Linked DNA regions of Sus scrofa: region 1 is linked to region 2. The links are chromatin contacts, called in public Hi-C maps. All regions are on one chromosome and are shown on one strand. The core of a region is the stretch at or near the end of the contact, and the rest is flanking DNA. Distances in the headings are between cores, read along the strand shown.

Region 1 (5,362 bases), core at 2,045-4,544, 740 kb before region 2:
AACACTAAGAGACTATGATTTTTAGATGAACCAAGCAAAATGCTTCTATCAAAAAGCCTTATTACCACTATGCACATTAACTCAGTGACCACAGAAGACCTTGATTTTGAAATTCCGTCCTCCACGGGCCTCCCTGCTCACAGAAACCAAGCTTTTACCATGGCTGCTAACTGTCTCTAGTGGTGTGATTCCAGGTCGGGTGGATTCAACAAGGCAGGTTAGAAACCAAAAGCCTTCTGACAACAGAGAGAAAGGGAGGTGAGCAAATAACAGGAAGAACGCACTGGACTCAAAACTGTTGTCTTTGCCAGATTTGGGCGGTGGGCGCGGGGGGGAGTGCGTCTCAGGGAACATCTGAGGAAGGCAGAATTCCGGGAGGGAGACTTTTGCTTAGTACTAAACCTCTGCGAAAGCCAACCTGCGAAAGGCATTACAAATACCATGTATTAAACTACCCGTTATTGTTACTGGCATAACTTGAAGCACAGTCTGACTCAGAAGCTGCAACTCACATCTCGAACTGAGTGTGTGCCAGTCAGTGTGCTGACGGGAGCGCAGGTCTGAGAGGAGGAAGGGGAGCGGTGTGCAGAGATGGAGTCTGTGGCTGCGCCTCTGACTATGCCTGTGGCCGGGTATCTGCACACTAAAATGTGAAGCAGGTCCTTGGCTCAGCAAGACCTGCACACACGACTTTTCCCCTAAATCACGAATGACAAATGAAAAGCAAGTCGTTCCAGAAGAAATGGGTCTTGAGATGTGAAGGCTTAGGTTTGAAGGTTGAAGAGAAGGAACTCCCTTTTAAGGACCTTCCAGATCATGAAGCCATGTCTGGCCAGCCGGGGGCCAGACCTTAAGGGTACACGCCTGCCTGGACAGCCTTGTTTGAAGGGGTAAGGCTCAGTAGCGGTCAGCCACCTCCTCGAGGAAAAACTGTCTCCCCTAAGGGGTCAGCAGTGAGAGCCTGAGACCCATTTCTTGGTCTATTTTAACTTGTTATTTTATTTTTTTATTTTTCCTTTACGTTTTAACTGGTTATCATGCCCTGGCTCCCTCTGTAACACTGGAACTGAAAGACTGATTAAAGCTATGCCAGGCTAGAGAGGGGGAACCTCTCCAGAACACCTTGTACCATGGAACCTGGAGCAGGATGCATCTACGGATGGATCTCGCTTGGAACAGACTTGTGTTATCAGCCCTTCTCGTGACCTTCTATCCTTCTTCATTTCTACATCTCTCTGAGAGGTTTAGATTGGGAGCTCCTTGAGGGCAGTCTGTGCCTTATCCTTTTATCTTTGTAACTCCAGCTTTTACCAGGCTGCCTCCTGGTACACAGTAGGTGCTTAATAAATACTCACTAAATGCATGAATGAAGGAGTGAGCAAATGAAGGCATGACTAGGGATATTCGTAGTGTTGCACAATGCCATTTACTCGAGTTTACTAATTAAGTGATAAATAGTCTGTATCGCTTGTCATACTGACTCTTTTGCTGTGTGTGCTGTAAACGTTTCAGCTGTGTGGGCTTCTGCATTGTATGACAACTCTCTTCAACCTGGACAGTTACCACAGAAATTGTCACACGGGCTAGACAAACAGTACACCTGGATTGGCAAACTGAGAAGGCCAAAAATCACTCCAGACAATCATGTTCTGCTGAAATCGCTAAAGCTGGTCTTATCCATATTTTGATATTATTTCTAATTTCCATGAACTTGCATTTCCTTGGACCTTATGGCTGAAAGACTAAAATAAAATGAAATATTTCTTTATTTTAGTAATCTGTGTCTCTGTTAAATTATGTCAACTGGGTGCTACTATGAAGTGTATTTATCCAGGAAAGGATTCTTGCTCCACTTTGACTCTGTATAGGTAGAATTTAAACCTTATGTTTTCTATCTTTTTGCTTTTGTGTGTGTGTGTGTGTGTGTGTGTGTGTGTGTGCTGCATTCAGAAGTTCCTATTCTTGGTCCAGAGATTGAACCTGTACCACAGCAGCAGTGGCCCAAGCCACAGCAGTGATGACGCCTGGATCCTTAACCTGATGCGCACCAGGGAGGTTTTGGTTTTTCTGTTTTGCCTTTTTTGCTTTTTAGAAGTGCACCTGTGGCATATGGAAGTTCCCAGGCTAGGGGTTACATCAGAGCTGTAGCTGCTGGCCTACACCACAGCCACAGCAAGGCCAGATCTGAGCCTCGTCTGCGACCTACACCACAGCTCACAGCAACGCCAGATACTTAAGCCACAGGGCGAGGCCAGGGATGGAACCCACAACCTCATGGATCCTAGTTGGGTTTGTTGACCACCATGAAGGGAACTCCCAGGGAGTTTCTTAATTCATGTAGCTCAGTAGTTCCAACCAAAGCCCTCCAGTTGAAACTCACTGTCACTGGTTAGCTAGCTTGGGCTACATGCCTATCCTGTAGCCCAGAGAGGTGTGTTGCTCTGATTGGTCAGACCAGCATCACAGGTCCACCTCTGGAGCACTGAGGGGTCAACTCTGCCCAAACTACTGGGCTGATAGTGCACAAAAGTTGTTTCTTAGAAGAAAAGGATGGAAACAGAATCGTGCACAGACTCCAAGCTACAGATTCCACTATAGAATTAAAGTGCCCCACAGGTCAGAAAAGCCAACCCAACCTTATTGAGAGTAAACCAGATTTTACCTGTTGCCAACTTTTTCAGGTTAAAAAAAAAAAGTAAATGTAAGCCATGTAGCTAATCAGTGTGCCTTCATCTAACTTTGAAGTTATATTTTTCCAAGGTTTTTCTTGTCTCATTTCATGCCCGCGAGGTTGGTCAGGCAATTCACTGTCATATGTATTCAGATGAGGAGACGAAGGCAGGGAAAGAGAGGGTCAATGACTGTTAAGAAGTTCTACCGCTGGATGGCAAGAGATCGCTGCCTAGGACTCTTACTTTTTTGATTTCTAATCAAGTGCGTCTTTCTTCTTTTCTTTTTTTTCCCCAAACACTAACAGAGGATTCCACAGAAATTGCATTTCATAAACCAAATTAAGTACATCAATGTTGTTCTGTGTTTGGGTTTCCTAACATCCCTTACATGTGGCGTGGTCCCATGTTCTCATCTTTTACTCAGTTGCAGACACACTGGTCTGGTGTTTGGGCCTGGAATGAGGAAGGGGGAGTAGGAGGGAGATAAGTGGTCTCTATTCTCTCCCACTCCCTGATTCTGGCAAGCCGGTAAGCCCAGCCGTCTCCCCACACACATACTCTTGGTCTGGCTCTGAATGCCCCGCATTCTCAAGGCCAGAATGTCATGCATCTGCGTCCTGTCTGTTGCACAAGAGAGCAACCACAGCCTCAAACCCTGGAGGAGAAGCTTCTGACGTTCCTGGGTCACCCCCAGCAGATTCATCTTCTAAAATGAAGAGCAGCAGGATGCCAAACACATTGGGGGTGGCAGTGACCTCCAAAACCGATGCTTGCAAAATGTCGAAGGGGCTCCCAGCCATCTCCACTATGGTATGGGCCAGGGTGCTATGAGATGATGCCTGGTAACCCTTTGGCCTAGGCAATCCCTCAGCGATGAGCAGAGTCTTCCATTCCCACAGCTGGCTTCACCTCTGGACCCTTCAGTTACGTGAGTTTCTTTTTAATTTAGGGAAACTTGAGCTGGATTTCTCGTGCTTACTCCTGTAAGAGCCCTGACTTATGCAGATACCCAAGCGTTTTCCTAATATGCCAATACAGTAAACTACTGTTATCTGGACTCTGTGTTGGGGTGGAAAGATAATTTCTAGATAAGTGGGGAGTCACCTGTTCCCACTCACAGCTGTTACTCTCTGAACCATGTTTTCTTATTTTAAAAATTTTGAATCAGTAATATATTGATGTGATGCAAAAATCAAAACAATATGAAAAGGTACTCAGTGAAAACCTTTGTACTTTCCTCAAGCAACATGTACTCATTTCACCTCTCTTCTGACAGATGGCTCCTTTCAGTGAAAATATAAGCAGAAACATACATTTTAAAATATTTCCCCTTTAACTTGTACTCCAAATGTAGCATACCTTGCCAACAGTTTTGAGCCTGCCTTTTTTTGACTAAGCAATGTATCTCGGAGATGTTTCCATATCAGTAGAGAGAGCTGCTTCCGTTTTTAGTTGTTTTACCCCTGTACAGAATTCCATTGTATGGCTGTGCCATTCTTTAACAAGTCCCCATTTGATGACCAGTCGTGCTTTCCAAACTTTGCAATTACAAGTGCAGGACCTTGTAATCCAGCATTTCTCACAGGTGCAAGGAAATCTGTGGGAGAACTCCCCTCAGTGGGAATGCTGGGAGAAACGGAGACTGTGTGTGTGATTTGACAAATACTATCATCTTGCCTTTGGAAACTTTTTACTTGAGAATTTTTTGTTGGAAAACCTTTCCAGCTATTTCACACTTCCGTCTAAACTGAGAATGCTATGGTAAGTTCACCTTTCCTGGGCAACTCATTGGTTCATCGTGTGGATTCTGCAGTACAGGTGTGGAACTGAGGTCAGCCGACTGTCACTGCTGTTGTACAAACCCCTCCACGCTGCCCCCTGGGGCAGGGAGGGCGAGGCTGTTTGCTCCCCTCTCCGCAGACGGCGGAACCCCACTGTCTTCTACCTCCTCCCCTCTAGCACCCACTCTCCCCCTTTCACGGTCAAGAGCGTCTCTGTCTCCCTTGGGTTCTTCACTGCGGTCCTGCCTCTGTGTCCGCCTCTTCTGATCTCATCCCTTTTCTGACCACTTTCTCTTTTGATATCTCTTTGAAGGGCTGCCACTTCACTCACACTTCCTTATCTTCTGAGAACATTTTGCTTTTACAGACATCGATCATCAACCACAATATTCCCTTTCCTCTTTCTGGTAAATTAACCCATCACAGAACCCGGGGGAATCCACGGGCCTTTTAGTCTTTTCTGGCCTTGTAGCTTGGTGGTCAGTGGTTAATGACCCAATGAGTGGGGATACCAGTGATGCAGGGGCCAGAGAGAGAGAGACAGATTCTTAAGCTATACGAAACTTAAAAAAAAAAACTTACCTAAAAATAATAGGCTTTAATTTTGCCTAAATGTACCTTTTATGCCATTTTTCAAAATTAAGCTGTACCTTTTTTTTGTCTTCCCAGGGCCACACCCGTGGCATATGGAGATTCCCAGGCTAGGGGTCCAATCAGAGCTGTAGCCGCCGGCCTAGCCCACAGCCACAGCAACGCGGGATCCGAGCCGCGTCTGCGGCCCACACCACAGCTCACGGCAATGCCGGATCCTTAACCCACTGGGCAAGGCCAGGGATCGAACCCACTTCCTCATGCATGCTAATAAGATTTGCTAACCACTAAGCCATGACGGGAACTCCTAAGCTGTAC
Region 2 (5,447 bases), core at 2,917-5,416:
CAGGTGCGGCCCTAGAAAAAGCAAAAAGACAAAAAAAAAAAAAAATCCTAAAGTCATTTTTAATCTGATATCCGTATTGCCTGCCAGACTGAAAGATTCATAAAGCATAGCCCCTAAATCTATTTGTTTCACCATTGTCTTCCCAATTGCCCATTACTGTTCCTAGTATACAGTAGGCAGTCAATAAATATTCTTAGACTGAATAAATAAATGTGTTTATCTTTTGGTTATTGCGTCCTGGTACAGTCCCTGTTTTAGGCTGTTCAGGAGGCGATAAATAACAAAACCTCCCTAGACTGGGTGGCTTTCCTAACATTTATTTTTCACACTTGTGGAAGCCAGAAAGTCCAAGATCAAGGGGCCGGCAGATTTGGTATCTGGTGAGGCCCCTCTGCCTGGTTTGCAGACAGCCACCTTCTTGCTATAAGCTTATGTGGCATAGAGGGATGACATGACTGAGAGAAAGTGGCCGGGGGGCAGGGAGAAGAGGGAGAAGGAACACACACTCTGGTCCTTTCCTCTTCTTTTTTTTTTTTTTTTTGTCTTTTTGCTATTTCTTTGGGCCGCTCCCACGGCATATGGAGGTTCCCAGGCTAGGGGTCCAATCGGAGCTGCAGCCGCCAGCCTACGCCAGAGCCACAGCAACTTGGGATCCGAGCCACATCTGCAACCTACACCACAGCTCACGGCAACGCCGGATCGTCAACCCACTGAGCAAGGGCAGGGACCGAACCCACAACCTCATGGTTCCTAGTCGGATTTGTTAACCACTGTGCCATGATGGGAACTCCCTTTCCTCTTCTTATAAAGGTGCTCATTCCACTCTGGGGGCTCCACCCTCATGACTTCTTTTAAATCTGATCACCTCCCAGAGGCCCCCACCTCCAGATATTCTCAGGTTGGGGATTAGAGTTTCAACATAAGAATTTTAAGGGGCCAGGCACCAAGTCCATAGCCGTCCCTGGCATAGAGTTGGTGCTTGGTAAATACCGTTTCGAATGGAAACTCAGATTTGGAAGATGGCGGTGGCAGCAGGAGGCATGTTCTGGTTCCTTCTGCTCGGTACTTTCCCCCAGCCCTCCCTGTTCCTGAGTGAGCGCAAACAGCCCCTGAAGCCCATCTGAACTTCCTTGCTTCTCTTTCCCACCCCGGGCCTGGTGCATGAGGGAGGGGAGATGAGAGACGGATGGGAGCCTCTCGATTTCCTGTTTGCAGGCCACACCTCAAGGACTGTGGGAGAAAATGTGGATTTTATTGAAAAATACAAAATTTGAAGTGGAAGAGGAAATGAGGGCATCTAATAATAGTAATGAGATTTCGAATCTGTTCCACCTTCCACGCAGCACAAAGAGTCTCAAGAAGCGAGCTCTCATTTCCCTCGCACAAATGATTCTGTCCAGGCCCTGGCCCACCTCCCACATCCACGGCTCTTTTGGGGCTGTGCCTCCTGCTGGGTGACTCCACCTAGATTCTCAATTAAGAGCGGAACATTTTCTTCATTTGCACCACACAGAGGGCTGATATTATGTGCAGCACATCTGCGAATCTTAAGTGTGGGCCTCATGCAGTGCCACTCTCCCACCCATCAATCTCTGTGTGGACTTAGGTCCACTGGAAGTTCCTTTTGCAGGTGACCGTGAGGCCGAGGACATGTTGTCCTTTCAAGCAGAAAACCAAGACTCCCTTTCCGCTGGGAAGGAGTCCACGATTTTAGAGCAGGAGCTCAGGAGCCTGTCGCTTGTCTGCTTTTTCCTCCTGCAGCGCTCCAGTGTGGGTGACTGGCAGCAATCTCAGGCTCTCAGAGTTGGCAGGTGTCCTGAGCACCCATCCAGGGGTGAGATCCCGCCTCAGCTGGTGCAGTGCAGCAGCCCATGGTTCCCCCTCTCTGCAGCAAGGAGGGGACGATGGCTTTGGCATCAGTCTTTCACTCCATCTTCCAACAACTTTGGTCAGATGAATTTGCTGCTCAGACCCCTAGATGCCCAGCTGAAAGGAATGGCCAAAAAAGAAAATGAATGAAAAATTGGCACTTCTGTGAGATAGATAGATTGTAATGTGGGGATTAAAGATCACATTTGAGGAAAAATGACTGAATCGCCTGGGGAAAAGTTTGTGATTATGACATACCATTAAGTAAAAAGAGCCAGTTATAAGGGAATATGTATAGTACAGTCCAGACAGATAGACAGACAGACAGACAGACGGCTGACTGAGCGGGTGAGTGAGAAGAGCATGAGGAATGACAAGTGCTTCAGAACACCTGACTCCACCCTGGGGAACTGTGCTTCTGTAGCCTTCCATTTTGTCTGATACGCTCTGGAAAGACCAGTAGACAGAGCATACTTCCAGAAGGAAAGCACTTTTTCTATTACTCAAACACAGAAATGCAGAGAATTTGGGAGATAATCAACACCCCTCTTCGCTTCCAGTCCATTCACTGAGCTAACGATGGTCCCTGGGAGTCAGCCCTTCTTCTTCTGATCCCCTTCCCCTGGCCTCGCCCCCTCTCTCCATGGTGTTTCCAGCCTCTCGCACGTTTCTGCAGCATCCCAGCTCCAGCCGGGCATGAGCAGAGCCTCACAATCCTCCACAGGAACAGGCCTGGGGCTTCTAGAAGTTTCAGAGTGGGGCATTGTTGAAATGAACTCTTGCTCATATTCAGTCCATCACATATAATTTAATGTATTATTTACAATGTAAAGAATACCCTGTCAGGGGTATGGGGAACAGAAAACCTCGTTAGTTTACATTGACTTGCCATGTAATTAGGCAGCTGTACTGGTAAAAGTATTCACCTAGAAGAGAAAATAGCCAGTTTTGGTGGAAGGCTCTTGAGTTACCCAGTGAGAATCATGGTTAGTCTCGAACGTTGATTTTTCTGTCTTAAAGTCTCTCTCTCTTTCTCTCAACCAATCAATTCTCTATACTCTTTTATCTCCTGGAAAAAAAAAAATTTCACCACAGCCACTATTTGCATTTCTTCTTCGAGACCTTTGATGCATGAATGCTTCTTGTGTGCAAGCTGGAGCTATGGGGTTTCTGATTCAGGTCAGAGTTACTGAAGCCGAAAAAAAATACGAAAGACAAGAATATGAAAAATTAAAGGTACCGTGAGGTGCTCTCTAGGTTAGGTCAAAGGATGCCTGTTAGGGAGTAGGGCATATCAAATGGATAGCTAGGATGAGGGCTGACCCTAGGAGGGCTGGAGAGACTTGACCTGGTTCTGGAGCCTGCTGGAAAGGCAACCATAGCGCCGGGGCCACAGGGCTGCGCCTCCTGCTCCTCTGCCATTATCTTGTCCCAGCTTCTGTTCCTGGCTTATTTCCCTCTCTCCTTCTTAGGTGGGGTGCTCAGCTGTTCTGGACAACAGAATGGGAAGTGGCTTAGATGCCCTGAAGCCTTGCTTTTGTGGTTCTGATACAGAGCATTAGACCTAATTGAATTTGAAAATAATATAGTAAGATGAAAGGAAATCCCACTTGAGCTCCTCATTTTAAAAAGAGTTAAAAAAAATGATGCGCGCCCAAGACCTGAACCTCAAAGAAGGCCCTCTGGTCCATGGAGGCAGACGGGGCCAGATGTTTTTCCCATCTGTGTTGTCCCTTCTGGCATGGAGGCTGCATGAGGGAGGGAGGCACAGAGCAGCAGAGCAGGCCAGCTTGCTGATGCTGCCCTCTTATTTAGCTCATGGAAATTTCATAGCGTCTAAGGTCTAGCTTTCCCCCTGGATTTGAGGGGAAACCACCTATAGCCCACTTGAACTAGTTTCATGGAAGGAACTTCGATACTGTGCAAAACTTCACCCAAGATTAATTGAACTTGACATCCTGAACGTCCTTTGCATGATGTACTAAGGTAGTATTTTTGAAAATGTCAGTATCTGATCCTTGGTGTGTTTTTTAGATGTCTAAAGTATTCCCAGTTCTCAAATTCCCTTTAAGAGCCTGGAATGCAATACATCTCCGAGTTTTCTTTATTTCGGACGAATCACCACCTCGCTATAGCAAAGCTAAATGTACTCCACATCAACAATTCATCACAGTCATAATTAAAAAAATCCTGAAGGGTATCCAGAGTGGCTGCCTCTGTTCAACACAAACCATTCCCTACTTTACGGGAAGTCAGGATCATGGGCCAGCTTTACATTAAATGGAAAGTGGACGCTACCATCTTGTGGACAAAATATATATAACACTGAAATCTGCTCGGGACTGCTTACCTTTCTTGGCATTACAGCGACCACCTCTCTCGTTCTGGATTCCCCCCAGGCCGTCATGATGACCGTCCCTTGCAGGTTGGAACTTCGGCCTTAAGTGGTCTTTGTCACCAGCATGAAGAAATGGGAGTTTACTGAGAAAATCGTGGAACACCAATGCCAGAGACCTGTGTCCTCATGTAACATTTTGACTCTGGCTTCTAGTTTTCATTTTTCCAATTGCAAATTGGCCCTGGTCGCCTCGTATGAGACACCTAAGTTTCTGGGTGGTATTGACTGGGTTAGGTTTACACAGTATCCTGTGGAGTTGAATGTTTTAATACCAAGATGAATCAGTTTATTAATTGGTTATTTTCTATTGAATGTGCAGATTGGTTAATTTTCTCCTGAATTATTTTTACACACACACACACACTAACTCCACACGCAGATACACACATTTCCCACTGGCCATGGTCCTAGAGGAATGACCTTCTAGAACGTGGAAACATGAAAAGTGTCATCACAGCTGAATAAAGAGGAAGACACAGAACCCCAGCATCCTAGGGTGGACAAGGACCTCCAAGTTCATCAAACCCAATCCCTTTTCTAATGTCTGCATCGCTTGTACAATATCCAGCCATTCTTTGAACCTCTCCTTCTAGAATATAAGAAGGTACTGGCAGTGGTAACCTCATGTGTAAAAGACAGGGAACCAGGTTTCTAGTACACATTTCCATGGATACATTTTTTTTTTGTTACTACACAGAGAGATGATTGAAATTAAGCTAGGCTCTAGAGAATCTCTGTGGAAGAGCCTATAAATATCAGTCTCTTTTCCCTGATGTAGAGGTCGTGGTCTGTTTATAGTATGCTACATGGCTGTTGCCCACTGGAGCCTTAAAAGATCTAAAGTTAGAACTTTCCAGTGTTAAAGTTCTTTCATCTCTCAGGGAAGCACGATATCTACCATAAGCTGAAGATGTTTTATTCCATCAGTTCTTTCTTTAAGCCGCACATCTAAGGGATAGCTGCGTGTGTGTGGTCCATATATTTTTCTTACCCAGGAAACTCATGACTTGCACGTTGGTCATAGAGCAAGGCACCACTTAAGAAAGCATCATTATGTTTATTTTGGGGGGGAGCACATAATATAACCAGTCTTTCATTGTTTTCCTGGCTGTGTAAAAGGAAATAATTTCATATCTTCTCCGTCTCCCACAGAGAAATTGCAGAGATTGTGGTAGCACCA

Evidence for each region. Hi-C and Micro-C count contacts between places; a contact is called where the count stands out from the background.
Region 1: a contact with region 2 is called in a Hi-C map of embryonic fibroblasts, with 2.7 times the contacts expected there. The contact joins two enhancer-like sites. A contact is called at or near these places in 7 of 47 Hi-C or Micro-C datasets (brain, embryonic fibroblasts, epiblast stem cells and 4 more) and 2 of 2 datasets of contacts at active chromatin or transcription factors (alveolar macrophages and skeletal muscle).

Annotation. Positions count from the first base shown.
Region 1 is chr5:82,286,788-82,292,149 of Sscrofa11.1, reverse strand. The region is part of intron 4 of GNPTAB (N-acetylglucosamine-1-phosphotransferase subunits alpha/beta); the gene reads right to left. Among named protein-coding and RNA genes, the nearest start is that of GNPTAB, 25 kb to the right of the region's middle. Within about 2 kb of position 3,294, at least 9 of the 83 cell types and tissues checked have an H3K27ac peak or open chromatin away from gene starts, as enhancers often do. A contact at or near this core is called in embryonic fibroblasts, where this site is marked.
Region 2 is chr5:81,549,135-81,554,581 of Sscrofa11.1, reverse strand. It overlaps LOC106510404 (a long non-coding RNA gene), which reads right to left. Exons shown (of 6, transcript XR_002344191.1): 5 at 4,220-4,318; 6 at 1,232-3,359. Among named protein-coding and RNA genes, the nearest start is that of PAH, 170 kb to the right of the region's middle. Within about 2 kb of position 4,166, at least 1 of the 83 cell types and tissues checked has an H3K27ac peak or open chromatin away from gene starts, as enhancers often do. A contact at or near this core is called in embryonic fibroblasts, where this site is marked.